Linked DNA regions of Bos taurus: region 1 is linked to region 2. Evidence: chromatin contacts called from public Hi-C data. All regions are on one chromosome and are shown on one strand. The core of a region is the stretch at or near the end of the contact, and the rest is flanking DNA. Distances in the headings are between cores, read along the strand shown. Region 1 has its middle 40 kb from the start of CDCA7. Region 2 holds the start of SP9 (Sp9 transcription factor).

Region 1 (6,073 bases), core at 577-3,076, 860 kb after region 2:
ATCAATACCTGCTGGACTTGTTCAACACTGCTGATCAAGGATTTGTAGATGGGCATGCGCAAGATGGATGTCCAATAACATACCACAAACCCCATGTTTCCCTACCTGGCTTCTGATACACCTCATCTACATTCCCAAGGAAAGGAATCCAAGCTAATACCATTTCTACTTCTAAGTGAAGGAGAAGCAGGGACTAGGGGAAAGAGCAGAAATGCATTTCTAGCCCAGAGACCCTGATACTCCAATCACTGTTCCTTCAGCTCTTTTAGCAAAACTTTCCGCTGTATGTTTTCCAACTTACACTGTTTCATTAACACCAGTCCCTAACCACCAGCAGCAGGCATTCTAGTTCGTGCTGTTGCTCAGAGGAGCCTGTATGTCCTTGCAACCTGTGGAATCACTGCTAAGATTCCAGATAAACGTCCTGAACAAATAAAATTCATTCATTATGTGAATTAAATCAAAATATAACCCTTGCAGTTTTGCACATGGAAAGTAAAGAGAACAATGCATGCAAGCTATTCCACAGGTTAAGCAAAGCAGATAAAAACACAGAAGTAGCCACAGGACTAGTGTGGTTTATAAACCAAATACAGAGAGAGAGGAATATTGCCTCTTACTGTTGTATGGCTTTTGTCAATCTTGTCTGTTCACAGACAAAAGTGCATAACTCTTTCCACTTAAACATGTGATCAGTTTCCACAGGTTTTAGGAGCTCTGAATGTATCTGAATGTCCAGGATTCACATCGCCTCTGGGACCGTATGCGTGTGTAGAAATGAAGAAATCATCACTTTACAGAAGAGGAAACTGAGACCCAGAGAGGCTAAGATGACTCATGGAAAATCACAACAGTTAGGTTCAAAGCCAACCTGCAGAAACACACGTTTCTTCACCCCTAGAACGTGGCTCTTTTATCCATACTCAGCATTTCTCAAAGTATGCTCCACAGAACACAAGGGCCTGCGTTATAGGTACTCTCTGGAGCAAGGAAAAAATATTTCATGGTCAGATCAATTAAGTTGGGCTAAAGAAAATTAAGTGGATTTTTTCACTTGTTCATCTGAACTTGGAACAAACTGTCTTGTCAGGAGAGGTCGTGGAGAGGGGAACGCATGGATGGTGGTACAGCCTTTCTCATACTCATACAGGCAGAAGATTTTTGTCCCCCTAATACCCAGAAACTCCCTAGGGACAGCAGTGTTCCCCAGGACACAGCTTGGAACAAGGTGCTGGAGTCGGGCTGCTTCTCAGATATTTCCTGGGCTGGAATGGTTTTTATATTACCTGTCTGTGTTTAGTGGGGCTGCCGTCCTCTCTCTGCAGAACCTTCTACAACAAGCACCAAAGACATGATACCTGCAGACTTTTGTACAGCTGAAGGCTTCTTTGTACCTTCTGCCTAAAAAAAGCGAGAGCAGCAGGGTCCCAGCGGTGACCCAGAGCTGATGGATGGCCTCCAGAAATCCAGTTCACCCCAACCACTGGCAGTTTGCCCAACCCGGAAGACTACACCTGCAAAATGCGTCCTGTCACATCGCGGTCCTGGCCCCGAGAAACAGAGTTGTGCCCAGGGGCAGAGGAAGAGAAAGAAGGAGGAAGAGGCTTTTTCTCTGCTGTCTTTGGAAGGCTTTGGTCACTTGCTCTTAAAATGCCTGTTTTAGCTCTGTTGCTAGAAAGGCATTAACTGCTCTCCTCATCCAGGGGCCGTGCGAGGGTAGACCCCTGTTTCTGGTTAAGGGACGTCACCGTGGGTGTTGTATACCGACCTCTGCGGTCACACAGTGCTCACCTCCTAGGAAAGATCTAGGTAGACTCGGTGAGAAGTCCCGGAACACAGACGGGTTTCCGGAGCTAGAGCTCCCCCTGCTGGCAGTCAGGGCGTTTCGTAACGCCGCTCGGAATTCTTTCTTTCCTGTGAGTGCGGAAGCCCTGATTGAGGAGGGAGCTTTCAGTCAGCCACTTCTCTGCTCCTGTAGTGGCTTCTCCCAAGGACTTGAGCTGACGTCGGTGTTCAGCCATTTGTGATTCTTCCTTCCCCTCGGCTATCTCCCTTTTTCTGAAAATGCTCCAGTTTGCCCAGCCCGGATCGAACTGGACTCTTCCGAACTGGGAATTTAGGTTTGGAGAATTTCTCGAATTGAAACAAGGTCCTTGTAGGACACATTTCTCACTAGTAAGATTACATTTTCAAATATCAGACGCTTTGCATTGACCATCTAGACGGAAGAAGGAAAGAGAAAGGGAGGGAGGGAGGGAGGCAAGACGAGAAAGAAAAAACAGACCTGCTTTACTATCATGGGGAAAAGACATGTCTCCAAAAAATGTTTCCCTTAATTGGGATCCGGGGGGTGAAGGGTGAAAACATACCTCAAGAAAGTTGCCCTTAGGAGTGAAGTCTACTGTACAAACGTTGGGAATCCGGTTTCACTCTGCTCTGATTGCTAAGCCTTCGCTTGCTATAGGACCCCGTGGTTTCTGTCGAGTAGAAGAATGAACAGTAAACCTTCCCTCATTTCTAACTTCATCTTCAGACATCAGGCTCTCCAGGATCCCTGGTGGCTGAGAAACTTGCTGTCCCTGTTTGGGGAATGCATCCTAGATAAAGCTTTCATCGATGCCATCCTATTTTAAGTTGAGAACTATTTTTATTTTTCAGATAGAAAGATGAAGGGAAGGAATAGAACTGAGACAGTCTGAAATGGATCTCTGGTTTTATGATGCAGGATAGGGGTAAGGGTTTCTGCTGGCTCTTTTTTTTCACTCAGACAATGGCTCATTAGGATCCACTGGCACAGAATTTGGAGGCTCCTTACAACCTAAGAATTAGAGAGGATATGTGCTGTTTCCTTCCTCTAAAAGTAGAATGGCGCCCATTTGCAAGCTCACTGAAAATAAGAAATGGAAAGACACCAAATGCAAAAATCGAAATAAAGGCATAGCTCCTTCAACCCACTGAATAATTATTCAGATTTATAAAAAATGAATAATAAGGGAGCAAATCTTCATTTTACAGAAGGATGCACCATGGGATTTCTTTACATTTCAAGTTCCCCTGATGCATAAAACATATGATTAGATTTACAAAACTTGATTTACACAGTTTTTTAGGAAAACATCTTTGCGGAAAGATTAGGTGTGATTAGATGCAAGAGCTCTTCTCTCAGGAGGGAAAACAAATGAGCTTAGCTAACAGGAGATGGCAGAGTTAACGACCAAAAACTCTTCATGCCATTTGGGAGGGCTGATTTCAATTCCGTGGCATTCTTAGAGATTTCTTAGGCAACTCCGAATGACTGCTTACAGAGATGAGAATAGAGCTCCTCTACTGGCCTGCCCCACACACTCGGTGGGGCTCAGTCTTTTCTGAACTCATGTGTTCTAGAAAAGTCTGAGCATGGCAGGTGAGAAATCGTGGTGTGGGGCCCTCTGTGAGGCAAAACACTGTTAGGAAAGAGAGACACAGAGAAACAGACCGAAGCCCCATGTGTTACTGAGAGCGTTTGGCTGAAGCGAAAAGAAGTGTGTTATTCTAAATGAATCGATTTGTTCCAGGGAGGTCCTAGAAGACTCTCAGGGCCTGCAGAATACAGCTGGATTTTCCAGTTTCAACTTCCATTATTTCCAAAGACCTGTCTTCCCACGAAGTTCAGCCATGTACCAGGCACACAGTGTGGCCAGATAGTGACGTGCAGGCTAAGCTCTCATCTAGTTTCCTGATGGTCAGAACCTACATCACTTTTAGATTCAGGAAAACTGGCCATTCTAACCTTAAAGGAAAACCAAGATTCAATTCACATACTCTCTTTCCTGATAAAGAAATACTACCATGATCCATTGTGAAGTATCTAGGAATTTCTGTCACACTGTGGTCCAATCCCTGATCTGGCTTTAGCCTTCTGATCTGAGGAGCCATGAGAATCAATATCCGAGTTCCTCTCAACAGCTGCACTTTAGGATGGTTAGGAAAGGGAATGTTCTTTCTCTCTTCTCTCTCTTGGACTCAAAACCACAATAACACTGAAAACCAGTGCAGACGTCCACTTCGTTAGCTTCCATCATGCTACAGTATTTGTTTATGATTTTATGCCTGTTCTGATAATGTAGCACATTTACTGCTCATGAATATTTGATACTGAATTAAACCATTTGTCACTCGGTTATATAAAGAACACAATTCAGTTCACCGCAAACCATTTGAAAGAGAACTCATTATTATGATATCACAATTTTATTTTATTTTATTGGAGTGTTTTGATTGTTAAATAGACAATACATGTCTTTCTCTCTCTTTTAATTTTTCTTGTCTAAAAGATGAAACCCTGCCTTTACTTTGCAAACTACATTACTTGATTTCCTTTAAATAGAGAAAAGTCATTTTCTATAATATTAAATTGTTTAATTTGGGACAAATGGAATAATAATGTTTTGCTACAAGACAGAGTTTCAAAAAAGAGAGGGAACGTTTGCCTCTCCCCACTTTAAAAAAAAAAAAAAAGGCCGTGTTAGTATCTCATAACAATTCAGCTAAAAGAACCAGCAACAGCCTGGTTAGAATGAAGAATTTGTAACTGTATTCTGTGCACATTGTTTTAATGATACAGAGTCATTTAGGCGTGCACAGACACATTATACATCTTGGGTCATTATCAATATGACTGCCACGACAGAATCACTGGCTTGTGCATCTGATCAGGGCACCTACTGGGAGCAAGGATGACAACAACTAGTGTTTTCCTGGGCGAGCAGGACAGGTCGTGAATTCTTGCCTGCCCCGCCCCGTTTGGAAGCAGCTTCTCACCAGAGTTCCAGAGCTGACCTAGATGCACGGATCAAAGACTGCCTCAGGGGGGACTGACCCTGCATGCCCTGTTCCCTCAGCTAGACGTTGCTCCTGAGAGTGACTAGGCAGCCCATTCGACAGTCTGAGAGCCCATCATTGTGAGTGGACACCATCAGCAGTTAGTAAATACACAGAGATGCTCAGAGGAAGAGGTCCATAAACACACAGAGATGGGAAATTGTTCATGAAAGTGGCAAAGTGTTTGTGTTCTATATGGTCATTGATTTCACTTAACATGGCTATTCTCTTGTTTGATTTTTTTTCTTTTCCCTTTAATTTGACCAAAGCAAAGCAGGAAATGGCTCTATAGCTTAAAAAAAAATAGCCAATAAAACAAATTAAACTTCATAAGCCACTCTTTGAAATCATAAAGATCTTCTATTTTCAATAATTGATAAGATCTAGCCATGTAAGAAATTTGTTTTAGAGAAACAGGTTTCAATATACCATATCAGTTGCAACCATCCACAAATATTTTCCTTTTTATATTTTCCTCCCTATAAGAATATTTTTTCAGCTTCTTTTCCCAAAAAACAAATTGCTTTTTAATGGTCCGGGGTAATTCTACATGCCCAATATTTGCTGATTCATGTTCTAATATCAAACTTTTCTTTTCATCCAAATGCTTCACTGGGTGTAAAATTTAGATAAAACCATAGTCAGATACAACTAGGACAAATAGACCCCTGCATGCTAACTGTTAGCATGACACCAAAAATATTTAGAATTCCTCTGTTTTTTATTACCTTTGATGAGTCTACTGTATGATAGTCTTCAAAAACTTCCAAAAACTCAAAAGCTACATCTGATATTACTTCTAGAATAGCAAGTTGCTCTCTGTAACTTTCTAAAGATACAATCAGTCCTCTGTATCCTTGGGTTCCACATCCAGGGATCCAAGCAACAGAAGACTGACAATACTTTGGGGAAAAAATTCCAGAAAGTTCCCAAAAGCAAAATTTGAGTTTGCTACATACCAGCAACTATTGACATGGCATTTACGCTGTATTTACAAGTATTTACATAGCATTTACATTGTATTAGCTATTACAAATAATCTAGAGATGATTTAAAGTATATGGGAGGATGTGCATGGGTTATATGCAAATACTACAGCATTTTATATGAGACTTGTGCATCCAAGGGTTTTGGTATCCATAGGGGTTCTGGAAATGATCCCCCGTGGGTACAGAGCATTGACTATAAAGGAAAGACAATACTAGTCAAATTA
Region 2 (7,032 bases), core at 57-2,556:
GCGGACGACGTAGGGGACGTGGAGGCCAAGCAGAAGGCGCTGTTGGCTGCGCCCGAGCCTCCCGCCAGGCCGCCCGAGCCGCGGCCGCCGGTGGCCACTGCGAAGCCCGAGAGGCTGGACCCGAGGTTGCAGCTGGACGAGGAGCGCTTCCAGGGATGGAAGCCGCCCTTGGCAAAGGCGCTCGACTCCGGCAGCGTCGTCAGCGGGCTCGTGTTGCCGATCTTGTTACAGGTCGCCGCCAGCATGGCCAACGGGGTCGTTCCGAAGCGCGGTTCTTCCTAGAGTGGGTGGGGTGAGGGAGGGAGCAAGGAGGAGGAGGGCAGGAACAAGTGGGAGGAAGACACAAAGTGCACCCGTGAGCAGCCCCGTCCCCCAGCCGCTGGTCCCGAGGCGGGGGGCGGGGGGTCGTGGCCCCCCGACTCGCGCCTCCTCCCGGTGAGCTCGCGGAGGATGCGCCGCGCCCCGCCGCGCCCCACGCGGGACAGAGGGAATCCCAAGAGAGAGGGTCCCGGAGCTGTAAAGTTGTTCTTCGGTGGGGCTACAAATCAAAGATGTGTCGGTTCTCCCCGCCTCAGTCGCTGCATATCCTGCCCCAAACTGGACTCAAGTCGCTCGCCTTCCGCTCGCCACAAGCCCGCTCCTCTCAAAGAAGCCCCCAAGTCGCCCTTCGGGATGAAGCGCGGAGGTAAACACATCGGCAACAAACACCAGGTGAGGGCAGAGGCGGCTGAAACAGCGACCGAGGGTGGGGGAAGCTTGGGGCACTCCTCCCAAGGGTGACTACGACTTGATTCTTTTTAATAGAAAACGTTTTAAATGTTTACATACACACACACACACGAAGACAAGAATCCGAGCAGAAGCGACCCCCGCGATGGATTTCAGTCATAAACGAACTAGGAAGCCGCAGAAGTGTAAATGTTAACGTGACTACATGGTCTGCAAAACGATTAAGACTGTTTTCTGGAAACACCGCTGTCGCGTAATTGCAACAATCCCCTAAGCAAGGAGGGGGGGGGGAGGATGGGATATAAATCACGCAGGGGGAAAAAAGGAACCTCTAAAACCGAATATTGAAAGGACTTGCTTGACAAATCCTTTTCTTTCAAAGGCACCTCCTGGGTTCCAATAATTTGGAAAGAATCAATCCCAGAAATGTGGAAAGTGCTCAAAGAAGCTGAGGCTGCAGTCGGGCAGCAACAGTTTCTCCAGAGCCGCCGACCTGGAGAAGCCATAACGAAAAATTACTCCTGTTAAAACAAGCAAATACCGCACTTTCGACTTACCCCAAGTATAGACGTGGCCATAGCAGGTCCCTGGGTGGCGTGGCGGGGCCTGGAGCGAGGCTGAGCCTGGCGGCTGCTCGGTAAAACTATTCGGGTTCCGCGCGGCTCCCGTGTCCCCGCGCCCGCGCCGAGCGGACTCCGGGCTCCCGCCGGCTAAACTCAGCCTAAGTGCGAGGAGCACCCGCTTTGAAGTGCCGCTGGCTGCGCTTCTTACCCAATGAGGGCGCAGGCAGAGCAGACGGGAGCTGCCCAGCAGCCAATCAGACGCGCCGAGGGGCCCAAGCCCGGGCTCCCGGCGCGTGCCAGTCACTGCGGCTAGCGGGGTGGGGGGCGGGGGCGGTCGCCGACTGGTGACTGAAGAAATTACAGCACAATTAAAAATTTACACACACTCACCAAGCCAGGTTTAAGTATCGCTGAGACCGAGTCACAAGCTTCCCCACCACTACCCCCCCTCGCGACCTCCCTGAGAAGATGCAAGTTAGGACTGACAGTCCTCGACTCTCCACTTGTGGGAAAGGAGACAGGAGGGGAGGGGGCGCCGAGGCGGAGGCCACACGAGCAAGGCCCAAGTAGAGATGAAAATGTCAACGCTCACTTTGTGTATCCAGGCTCTCGCCTGCGGAGCACAACTTCAGCTGGAATCCATCATTCTCGCTCGCGATTGTATCATTGTCACTTGTCTACCTGATTCCAGATTCCCAATGGATTCAGTTTTACTCTGAGTCACATTGAGGAGAAGGGGTGAAGGGACGGCTCCTCCGAAAGGAGAGAAATAGGCCTCTTCGTCCAGGTCTACACCCACAGACTTGGGAGATTGCCGCATCCCGCCATTTCCCCTAGCGGTCTATGTGACTTCCTAATTGTCGCTCTGGCCTCTGACCCAGTGGGTAATACAAGTGCCACTCACACCCGAAGCTTCAAGTGGTAATTGAGGGCACCCTTTGTACCGTTTGCCAGTGCCTAGATACCAGGTTAACCCAGTTGTCAAATATGACTAAACAGTGGGACGTGCTGATTATCTGCCGGGTTTCGCTGGGGGCTGGCATGGGGGTGGGAGACATCAGCCCATACAACACGCTGCACGAAGCCGCTTATTTTCACAATGCAACGACTTTGGAAACAGAGATCGGCGCGAGCCGCGTCCGCCCCCACCGCCACCCCCGCTGAAGCTGCAGCTTGCTCGGCTGTTTGTTTAACCCGGTGAAGATTTGCATGTCACGTTTCAGCCCAGAATCGAGTTTCTTGCCCTAGCTCCAACCCACTCACACTCCAGGCTGCCTGGGCCTACAGGCTCCTCTGAAGGACAAGGACTCCGGTTTGAGGGGTGGGCTTGCCCCTAGCTCCCTGCTTTCCTGGACGTGCTCAGGGAGCTTCTCCCCCGGACCTCTGTCCGTGAGTACCAGGGACGAGGCCACACGTGGGCGCCTCCACATTTTGCAAGCTGGAAGCATCTTAAAGTCCTCTTCGGATCCTGTCGTGTGATAAGACACGTCCTCAGACAGACAACTGACTACGCTTCTGGAACCCCTTAGTCGCTGAGGTGTTTTTCTTCTTTCTGGGTCTCCCCTTTTTCTTCAGGGTAGTCAGGAGCAGCTTTTGAATCAGAAATATCAGTGCCCTCGACAGACATGGGTACTGGTTTTAGTGTACCACATTTCCCCCTGAAAACCCACATCCTGCTCTAAAAGACATTTTAAACCACGAACCTCAACAGCTTGGGTGCAAAAGACGAGTTGTTGCGGAGGGGGAGCATACAGTACCTCTTGACCCAAAAAGTGCGACCACCGTGGCTCATCTCTTGGCCCTGAGCGGAGCCTGCGTGCATCCTGGTGCACTCCGTAGGTGGAGAAGAGTATATGGGTTGCTTTCTTTGCTTTTCGTTAGAGTATCTTGGCTCAAATGCTCTCCGCCCCCCCACTTTGGTCTAAGGTGGCGGAAAGGCCGAGTAAAGTACGACAGAGAAAGAGGAGAGAAGGGAGAGAGAGTGAGAAGACCCGCGCGGCTCTAATGAAGGTTTGTGTCCTGGGGATTGTAGTAGAAATTGGCAGGGGAGAGGGGGAAGGGGGAGTGTGAAAAGCCCCAGGGACTCGGCGTGGAGGGTTGAGGTGGCATCCTAGCAGCCTGGAAGAACCAGAAAGCCCGGCAGGGGGACCCGGGAGCCCTTCCCAACAGGTGACTTCTGCCCTGGGAGAGCAGACTGGTGTTCGGCTTCCCGTAGAGTCTTCGCGTCGATTTACTAATAGAGGGATTGTTAAGTGGCAGCGAGGCGTTGCCGACTCACCCAGTGCAGCCCGGGGAGGAGAAGCGCGGAGGTTCCCCTCAGCCACCTCCTCCCCCACCCCCAACACACCCTCTCTTTAAGGAAACCTGACAAAGTAATAAGACAATCCAAAAAGCCACTTAGCACTGGTGACATTTTCAAGTCAACCATTTAAAACAATTCACGCTGGTACCTCGGGCTCCCGGCGCCCGGGTTGCCTTCCTCTTCTCCTTTTCCTCTTCCTCCCTTCTTCTCCCCTCCCCCTCCCTGCGTTTTCAGCGTAGTTCCAGCTGTCAGACTCTACGTGGGCACTCGGATATTTCTTTAGATACACATCACCGGATCACAATAAAAGTTAGAAAATCTTCCAGATGATCGCAGGGCAGACGCCCTGGGTACTTCAACTTTAAGGTGGGGTGCCCAAGGAAATCTTTCAGAAGTCCAGTTTTGTTTTGTTTTTTTCCCCGTGTGACAGATTTTTTTTCTTCCTCTAAAAAATCTAGTTTTTAAACAAAGATCAATGTGTTATGCTGAAGTGTTGAGCTGACTGTTAAAACATTTGGGGAAATAATGACAATGTAACAAAGGCCTGGTTTGGAGTGAATCATCACCCTTTTAAAAGTTAAAGCAATTTTCAGGAGAATAGCTTTCAGCAAACGCTTTACATTATTCAAAACGGCCAAATAATGCTCTATTATAGCGCCTGAATGCTGCCAGTCAGCCCCTAAGTGCAATTTGTGCAAAGGCCCCGGTGCCTTATCTCCACTTCTTTATAAAGAGGTGAATATAAAACAATTTCTTCCAAACCCAGACAGAGAGCACGAAAATTGCTTCCCTTTCTGCAATCAGGGCAATTTAACTGGAGTGCAATTAGCACTATTAAATGTCGATTCTGCATAAACAAATCTGACTGAGCAGCGAAAGTGGGGTGAGAACCTCATATACACTGAAACTGATTTTTTAAAATTATGTATCCGGGTCCTTTACAATTGATCCGTGACGTTTTCATCTTGGAATATATTTACATGGTAAATACACTATGGTTAAATCAACATAATTTTTTTTTGCAAAATAAAATTTCAATAAGAATCCTAATAAAGAAGAATAGGGTAATTAAAGGGAAGAGTTCACTTCCTTTGAACAAATATTGTTTCCCCCATCTTGCCTCTCCCGAGAGCTTCGATCTGAGCAACTGCTCAAGTTGCTGCGTTGAGGAGGCAAAGCCAGGGAAACAATTCCGTCATTAGCGCGGATCCGAAGGATTGGAGCTGCTACGCCACAGGGAGAAAAAAAAAAAAAAAAAGATGCTTCTCCTTGATGCAGCGGGAGACGGGAGAGGACCAGTTATCTTCTGAATAACTCGAAATATTAGGTGGCTGCCCAGTCTCGCAAGAGCTTTGGCCAGTCGCAGAGTTGAGCTGCGAATATATGGCACAGGCATGGGGTGGGGTGAGGTGAGGTGGAGTTGGGGGGACTTGAGGATGTGGGCAGGAGCGGAGGTGTCGGGAGAGGAGGAACAGAAGGTTCTCGCCTGGGCCCTGCTGGCTGCTGTCAAAGCCTCGGCCACCCAGACCAGGATGCCCAGGGGCGAGGAGAGGACCAGGAGAGGGGCCCTAAAAAAGGCATTTATCTGACCTGTCCTCCTCTCGCATGCCTTTATTTATTTGCTTAGCCACCAGGCTCCCTTTCTGAATAATACGCACAATTAATTATGCTTTTCATTTGCATGATCTACACTACAGCAGTGATTATCAGGTCAGCACGGTGTGGGAGTTGGGGAGATACATTAATAACGAGTTAAAAAACAAAACAAACAACGACAAAAAAAACCCACATACAGGGAAAGCTGCCCTTGTGTACCACAGGGGCTGAAGAAGCCAGTACAGAGGTAAGGTTGTTGAGTCCAATGAAGCTTTTCCTCAGTTGGAGTTTGTCAATAGTGGGTGACAGTTAAATGCAGCTTTTAATTAGAAGGGAATCTTTTATCATGGACACAGATCTATATTTTTAAAAGCATCAGCCTTGAGATCAACTGGATGGAGAAAATTAACTGAAAATTAAGAAACTCTACCACAACTTCCACTGAGTTTTCACTTAATATTTGTTCTATAACACCCTCATTCCATCCCAACCCTTGCAAATAAAAGAAGCAGAAAGGCTCAAGAGGCCACTGGAACTTTCATCTTTTCTCTACCTCGGAAGTGTAACTGCTTTTTAGAGATGGGAGGAGATGCAAATCCTTTTTGTCTCTAAGATCTACTGGAGAATCTGAAAACCCTTAGTCTATTAAGGACACTCCACACCTTTGCCACACAACTAATTTTCTGCTGCTAGATGTATCTGGGCCATATATTTTAAGCCTGCCTTGATCTGTTTATCTGAGCCAAAAATGCATGAACAATTAAATGAAAGACTCTGGTGTGTCAAAGGAAGGAAGGTGTCTGTAGACTGTGATGATTTTAATGACTGCAATTATTGGAAGATTATTCGACAAGCATCATAGATTTGTTTACTGCCTTACTTGGAAACTATGGGGGGCCTATTCGCCTTGGGGTTTCACTCCCCACCCCCCTCCATCACCAACTACTACAGAGGGGTCTTAGACATAAGCAAATGTTGGCTTCTTCTTTTCTAGGGCATTTCTACCAAAATTGGACTTCCCTGGTGGCTCAGACGGTAAAGCATCTGCCTACAATGCAGGAGACCCGGGTTCGATCCCTGGGTCAGGAAGATCCCCTGGAGAAGGAAATGGCAACCCACCCCAGTACTCTTGCCTGGAAAAATCCCATGGATGGAGGAGCCTGGTGGGGTACAGTCCAAGGGGTCGCAAAGAATCAGACACAACTGAGTGACTTCACTTTTCTACCAAAATGGAACACATTTGTTGTCTCAGCCAACTCTCATGGAACCATCTTTGGAGACACTAAAGCAATCTTTTCACACAGACCCTAAGTTAATATGTTTAAAAAACCCAAAGACCAAGGAATTCTGGTCATTCATCAGCTTCTCCTTGCCAGCGTATTAGTTTCCTCAGTTTTACACTTTCACAGGCAGCCTTTGAGGAGACTTCCAACTTCTCCTTTATCCAGGGTTTAGAGGAGACACAACTGCAAGTTATGAAACAGGACTTTAGGCATACTTAATATGCCTATTGGAGAAAGTTTGGCTTTTCTTCTACAAGTGTTCCCTACCCCTACCCACCCCCAGCCATATGATTTCCAATCACAATTCCTAATGTTGCACTGTTAGAAATAAGTAAATAAAAAGAAGTATGACTGAGAGCAGTTTGTATCCAAGGAACTTCTTTGCTGTATTATACATAGACACAAGGAATGCAAATAAGGAAGATTTCTTGTCTGATAAAAGCAAAATCATCTTGTCTAACTAAATAAATCACAGCCTGGGTTTTGCTCCTTAGTGAAATTTGAAAAAAGAACAAAAAGGATAGCAAACATCCCTAGTAAGTCCCCCTTCCTCTCTCCC

What was found. Hi-C and Micro-C count contacts between places; a contact is called where the count stands out from the background.
Region 1: a Hi-C map of liver shows a contact between it and region 2, with 2.5 times the contacts expected there. The contact joins the enhancer-like site here to the promoter of SP9 in region 2. A contact is called at or near these places in 3 of 11 Hi-C or Micro-C datasets (blastocyst, liver and skeletal muscle).

What each region holds. Positions count from the first base shown.
Region 1 is chr2:23,310,970-23,317,042 of ARS-UCD2.0, forward strand. No RefSeq gene overlaps it. Among named protein-coding and RNA genes, the nearest start is that of CDCA7, 40 kb to the right of the region's middle. Within about 2 kb of position 1,827, at least 16 of the 102 cell types and tissues checked have an H3K27ac peak or open chromatin away from gene starts, as enhancers often do. A contact at or near this core is called in liver, where this site is marked.
Region 2 is chr2:22,450,270-22,457,301 of ARS-UCD2.0, forward strand. It overlaps SP9 (Sp9 transcription factor), which reads right to left and starts at 1,307. Exons shown (of 2, transcript NM_001205839.1): 1 at 1,287-1,307; 2 at 1-278. The coding sequence starts at 1,307. LOC132342957 (a long non-coding RNA gene) reads left to right here and starts at 143. Exons shown (of 3, transcript XR_009491534.1): 1 at 143-231; 2 at 576-711; 3 at 805-1,287.